2 separate regions of the Mus musculus genome follow, and region 2 is linked to region 1. The links are chromatin contacts, called in public Hi-C maps. All regions are on one chromosome and are shown on one strand. Each heading gives the region's core, a stretch centred on a gene start, on an enhancer-like site or on the middle of the called end of the contact. The rest is flanking DNA. Distances are from core to core; before and after follow the strand shown.

Region 1 (3,192 bases), core at 411-2,910:
CCTGTTGGTTCTAAGCTCCTAGCTACTGTTCCAGTGCCATGCCTGCCTGCTGCTGCCCTGCTTCCTGCCATGATGGTCTACTCACCCTCTGGAACTGTAAGACCCAGTAAACTCTTCTGTAACTTGCCTTGGTTATGGTATCTCTTCACAGAAATAGAAAAGTAACTAAGACAGAGGGAGAAAATCGGTTTTCTTCAAAGACATGACCCTTGAGAAACATAGGTCTACCATGTTCCAGATAGCCACACACCAAAAAGTTTGGGCTTCAGGCTCAATGGATTGAAAAAGAAAATAAATTGATAGGGTAAGGAGGCTGGATCTAAAGAGAGGTAGGAGGAGTGATTTTGATAAAAATACATTGTATGAAATTCTTGAAGATTAATAAAAATTTTAAATGCCTAAGCACTAAGTCCCCTTCTCGAGTTTTACCCCATAGACATGGGTGTTTTGTTTTATTATGTTTTAATTGTGGGAGGGTTATCAGGGATTTAAAAATGCTAATGTTGATATTCAGTTATCTACAGAATCACCCATCTGAAGATCTCCCCCTCGCCCCCCCATGTACAAGTAAGCAAAACATTTCAGTGTGAAGAGATTTGTTTTGTTTGTTTGTTTTTTGGATTTTTTTAAGACAGGGTTTCTCTGTGTAGCCATGGCTGTCCTGGAACTCACTCTGTAGACCAGGCTGGCCTAGAACTCAGAAACTCGCCTACCTCTGCCTCCCAAGTGCTGGGATTAAAGGCGGGCACCACCACACCCGGCGTGAAGAGATTTCTTTAAAGAGAACTTAAACTCATTTTTCTTCTCGAGTAGCTTATGAAATGCTAAGGCCCCATCTAATAAGTACCATAGATTAAATTAATACACAATGTTAAAAGAAACTCAAGAGAAATGAAAAGAACCACCTTTAGAAAACCGTTTGTCACCATCTTCACTGTTGTGAAGAAGTTCTCCCAGCTAGGCCTTCCTAGAAGAATTTCAGGTCCACAGCTCCTCCTACTCACCCGGTGTCCACCACACCCCTTATCAAGACCATGCATCCTGTTTCCACACATGCCCCTGGGTGACCTTCTCTAGCTCCTCTCAAAGGCTTGTGCATGGAAGAACCCTGGCCCACAAGTCCAGCCAACCAGATCCCAGTTCCAGGTGTGTTAGTAAGAATATATTCACAATATTCCTGGCACCAAATATGTGGAGTTGTCCACACCAACAGCCAGTTTCTTCCATCTTGCACATGTCCCCTTGCCCTTCTGACGAGTTGTGACTCAGCATAAAGGCCCTGGTCAGAACAATGAATGCTCTTGGTCTTCTCTGTCAGAGCCATGAGCCAAGGAACCTTCTATTGTTTGTCAGTTATCCAGACTGTCACTCTGTTACCCAAACTGTGAAGTTCACCAGATAGAACATCAGAGAGGGTGGGAAGCCCTGGTTGTCCTCATGGCTAACCCCCACCTGAAAACCTCAGCACCCCTTCATTTAGGGTTTTCTTCTTTTCTTTTCTTTTCTTTTCTTTTCTTTTCCTTTTCTTTTCTCTTCTCTTCTTTTCTTTCTTTCTTTTTTTTTTTTGAGGGATTTCATCATGTAGCCATGAAAACCTCAAAGTTCTAGGAAACTGCAAACTATTTGGAAACTCTGTGCCAACCGTTACAGCCAAAGGTCAGACTTATTTCTTCCTATGTCACAATTTCTCGGCTAAGAATTTCCTGTGTGGCTTTTGAGTCACCGTTCATCCTGGGTTTTCTCCGGTAAGGTGATAGAGTTATATTTTCCCTCCTGTCCAGTCGCTTTTCTTTTACCTTCTGTAAAATCTTCTGCAGGGTATGCTACCCATGAATCCCAATGTGCTAGTAAAAGTACAAAGTTGTTCATACAGCCACCGGTAGTGCTGGGATATTCTAAAACCTCCTAGTGCTAGACGTGCATGGTTGTGAATCTCCTGCCAGTGTGGGCATCAGCTTGTGGTAGGCTTCTAGAGTCAGCTCCTACCACCTCTGAAGTCAGTTGTTTGATATTCGGAAATTTTGAGAGCTAGGTAACTGTTGATAACTTCCCACCAGCCCATTGTGAGTGTTTACACCACAGGAATAGAAAAATCACTACAGATCAGACCGTTAGACAAACAGCCAGTTTACTCACATGCCGCTGACAACAGCAGTTTAATGTTCTGCATCGAGATAAGCAACAGTATTTTAAGGTACGTAGTTAAGGTACATTATTATCATATTGCTAGTTGAATTAGGCCAGATTTGTAAATTATTCTTCAAAAAAATCAGTCTACATAAAGCCACTCTGTGTGTCAAATGTGTATCCCCTGAACCATTTTATTGATACTATCCCATGGCCCTTTCTAAATATCACCTTTTACTGCTTCTCAAATCAATAGGCTAAGGCAGCCCAGGCATCTTGCTACAAGGTAGATTCAAAGATCATGCTTGTACAACTGAAATAATGTAGAATGCACAGCTAGTCCAATTATTTGACTATAAAAAAGCTAATTTAGCTCACTGCATCATTGATCCATTTAATTGTACAGCAGCTTCCTATTGATAACAGGAAATAGCCCGACCCAACTGTGCTGAAAATGGAAATGGCCGGTTTTCCATAACCATAAATTTAAATAAGGATTCTACCTTATGTGTGGAAACTAAAAAGCAAAAATCATAACCAAGGTTTGTTCAATATTTCTTATTTTTACTGATCTGTTTGTCTTGCATACTTTCTGGACTTTGTAAGTCATTAAATGTTAGCCTCTGTTTGAGCTCATGACTTAGTGTTTTATTTCGGATAGCTACTGTGATGAATCTAAGCTATCATATTCATTCTGCCCTTGGGAAGCATTCAGCAATCCCTCAGTATCGCAGAGGATGCTGGTGACCTAGAAAAACTACTTTCTGTGGTATTTCTAAGAAGCCTCTTGGTTCAGGCGGCTCCTGTTCACTACACATATGTAGTGTGGGTCAACGAACATTTGACAGATAACCACTTGTTTTGCTGCAGTGTGAGATATTAAGGGAGCCAAATGCAAATGAGGTGTAATCGCTTCCTTTACCAGCTCACAGTCCAGTGGGAAAGATACACACACACACACACACACACACACACATAAACACACACACACATACACACACACACACACACACATACACACACACACACACAAACACACACACACACACACACACAGAGTTAAAA
Region 2 (3,240 bases), core at 208-2,707, 530 kb after region 1:
AATGTAAACGAGGAAAATACCTAATAAAAATAAAATTAAATTAAAAAAAAAATATATATATATATTGTTGGGTTATTTTTCATTATTTATATATATAAAAATAAAAATACTATATAAAATTATTACATATAGTTTGCATAAAATCAAATAAATTTCTTACTAGTAAGACTTTAGTGTTTCTCATATATTCAGGAGTCTATTAAACCAACTTCAAAAAAAATTTAGGGCTCATCTTGAAGGTATGTTACCAAATAGTTATATGGAACCCTATTCCAATTTCTCCTCTACTGCAAATACCGTGTATGAGCTGATATGAAGAAAATGCATGTTCTGGGAGGAGCAAGATGCAAGTGTGTCAGCCATCTCACTTGGAGACATGAAGGGCCTTAGTCTTTGTTCCCAGCCCGTAACTGTGACTCTCGGGACCTGGCTAGAATTGGCCACCAAGAAAAAAGGCAGTCAGAAATTTTGCACTGTTTGGATTTCTAACAAGAAAACAACAAATCCCTCTGACACCATTATAAAGGAAAAACAAAACAAAAATAGCTGTCTTATATTAAAATTGGAATCCACAACTTCTCAAATTGAAGAAAGGCAAAAGTTGGCCATGGTCACTTCTGGATTTAGACTTGTAGGAAACTTCAGAGGTTTTTCAAGTTAAGCTGCAGCACGCTAGGACTGCATTCATAGCCCAAACAACAGTAAAGACTTTTAAGCCTGGGTCTACAGGTGGTTAAGGTTCAACTTAGCACATATGTGTATATGCATGTGCATGTCTCTGTGCATGTGTGTGTGTGTGTGTGTGTGTATGTATGTATGAATGTATATTTTGACACAGGCTCTCATATATAGCTCAGGCATTTCCCAAACTTTCCATGCCCTTCAAACTGGCCTTGAAGTAGTGATCTTCCTGTCACAGCCTCTTGAGTTCTGAGATTATAGTCTCATGACACTGAACTAACATGAAAAAATTTGAAAAAGTTGATTATATATATATATATTGTGTGTGTGTGTGTGTGTGTGTGTGAGAGAGAGAGAGATAGAAAGGACACATTTGTTCACACTATATTATAACCCTGTGAGTATTTTAAATTTGTATCATTTAGTGAGACACAAATGGCTAAAGTATTGCTTTTAAAGTTAAAATTACCAGGTTTATTGATAATAAAAGATGGCAGAAAGAATGGCTTAGTTTTTTTCTTCTCGCTCAGCTTCTGAAATGAGATGATCAATACAGGAAAAGATCCTAAGGGGCAATTTTATTCTATTCTCCTAATGAGAGAAGCAGACAAGAAAGGATCTACTCAGGGCAGTTTACAGTTAGTTCTCAAAGTTCCTGTTCTACAAATCAGCGAATAGCAGTAATAAGAAAACTCTATGGTTATGAAGGTAGAACAGAAACCAACATTGACAATCTGGTAATCAGTAAAGAGAGTTTCTGTACTGACAATCTGTGGTTTCTGGGACTTTCACAGTAACAAAATCTTAGTCAAAACGCAGACTCATGAGGAGGCATCATGTATGGGAGACATCACTTAGAGTTCATGAGAGCTAGCAACTGAAAAGTAAATACAGGGTCATGGCAAGATAACTGAATTATTCCAGTACCGATGCTGGCGACCGCTGATGAAGGAAAAGAAGGGTTAGGAAAGAAAGGAAAGGGTATGTCATACAGGCAACAGTTTCAATTTCCCCTTTCTCCTTTCCTTCAATTTCATTTACAGAAGTCTCGGTGCTTACATTGTTCAAGTGAGACTCTGCAAGTAGCTTAAAGTTGACCCCGCATTACCACCTCCAGCATTCTTTTCAGGAAGCAGCTGATTAAATACCCTCAGGGTAAGTGGGCCAGGAATAAGAAGCTGTCAAACTGACAAAGTAGTGTCTTACCTCTACAGATGCGGTCTCCTGTCACACACAGTTCCTATTTCCTTAAAACCTGCTTCTCAACTCTGGCAACCTCTTGTTAGTTACATAGCATGCAGCTTTTAAAAGCTTATAAATTCTTTTTTTTCCCCTGCTCTTCATTATTCTCTAGTTTGCAACGTGTCCTCTGCTACTGATTTGGCAGAGGCCATTAGAAAGCCACTAAACTACATTTCCATGATAGCCAGCGTTACTTTCCAAAATACCTAATCAATTTAGAACTCACAGATTCACATGTATTATAAATCTTTGCCTCACTTGGGGTATTATTTGCTCTTATAAAATGGGGTTTGTGGGACTGGGAAGATGGCTCAGCCAATAAAGTGATTGCCTTGAAAACGCAAGGACTTGAGTTAGATCTCCAGAACCCATGCTTTGTTTTGTAACAACACAGCAACAACAACACAAACAAACAAACAAGCCAGATGTGATGATGCTTGCACTCCCTCCCTATCCTGGGGATGTAGAGACCATGACCAGCCAGCTTAGCTACTTTACAAGGTCCAGGCCTCTGAGAGGCCCTGTTCCAAAAGGGGAAAAATAGCTGGCACCCTAAAAACTACACTTAAAGTGGTCCTTGAGGCACATACATGCAAGTGGCCTTGCATCCCCACATACACAACACCCCACCAAAAGAACAGGATCCCAAAAGCAAGTTTCCCATGTGAGACTCATCCACAGTCAGCATTCAGCATTCTGACTCCCAGCACAGCAGCACTAGCCGCCTCAGCTGTGAGCACACAGTATGGATCAGGGCAAGTGATGTTCAAATTAAGGAATGATAACTTTAAAAGGTCCTGCGAATACCACTGGGTCTGATATCATTTCAGCAAACCATGATGCTAATAAATACTTACAGTTCCATAAGTTCTCCTTCTCTAATAAAATGGCTATTTTCTTTTAGCTGAAAACACTGCCTCTGTACTTATTAAATGACAGCAATTTTACAGATATATAAAACACATGAGACAGCAGCTTAAAAATACAAAAGTTCACAAAACAAAATACAAACAAGCAACAACAACAAAAACAAACCAGAATCCCACTACTTTAGAGAAACACTAAAACAGGAAGAAACCAAGACAGGATATCAAAATTGGATGGGGGGGGGGGGGGGAGGGGAGTCAATAAGTGTTTTGTTTTCCTAAGAAATCCACTGTGGTCATACTTATATACCATAATTTCAATTTTAAAAACCATATGTATGTTTACATTTAAATACAAGGTAAAGAGGCTAAACACCACAGGTTCACAACACATGGATGGGGAGTAGTGCACTGAAGGTGAGGCCTAGTTTCCTTTGTGCTGCCGAGTATG

What was found. Hi-C and Micro-C count contacts between places; a contact is called where the count stands out from the background.
Region 2: a contact with region 1 is called in a Hi-C map of Th2 cells, with 2.8 times the contacts expected there. The contact joins two enhancer-like sites. A contact is called at or near these places in 1 of 15 datasets of contacts at CTCF or cohesin (pro-B cells), 11 of 484 Hi-C or Micro-C datasets (B cells, the Ba/F3 cell line, the G1E-ER4 cell line and 7 more) and 5 of 115 datasets of contacts at active chromatin or transcription factors (the 230-238 cell line, CD8 T cells, acute myeloid leukemia and 2 more).

What each region holds. Positions count from the first base shown.
Region 1 is chr16:49,768,866-49,772,057 of GRCm38.p6, forward strand. It overlaps Gm15518 (a long non-coding RNA gene), which reads right to left. Exons shown (of 5, transcript XR_003951928.1): 3 at 906-3,192. Among named protein-coding and RNA genes, the nearest start is that of Gm15518, 5.4 kb to the right of the region's middle. Within about 2 kb of position 1,661, at least 80 of the 459 cell types and tissues checked have an H3K27ac peak or open chromatin away from gene starts, as enhancers often do. A contact at or near this core is called in CD8 T cells, Th2 cells and memory CD8 T cells, where this site is marked.
Region 2 is chr16:50,297,479-50,300,718 of GRCm38.p6, forward strand. The region is part of intron 3 of Bbx (bobby sox HMG box containing); the gene reads right to left. Among named protein-coding and RNA genes, the nearest start is that of Bbx, 130 kb to the right of the region's middle. Within about 2 kb of position 1,458, at least 25 of the 459 cell types and tissues checked have an H3K27ac peak or open chromatin away from gene starts, as enhancers often do. A contact at or near this core is called in CD8 T cells, Th2 cells and memory CD8 T cells, where this site is marked.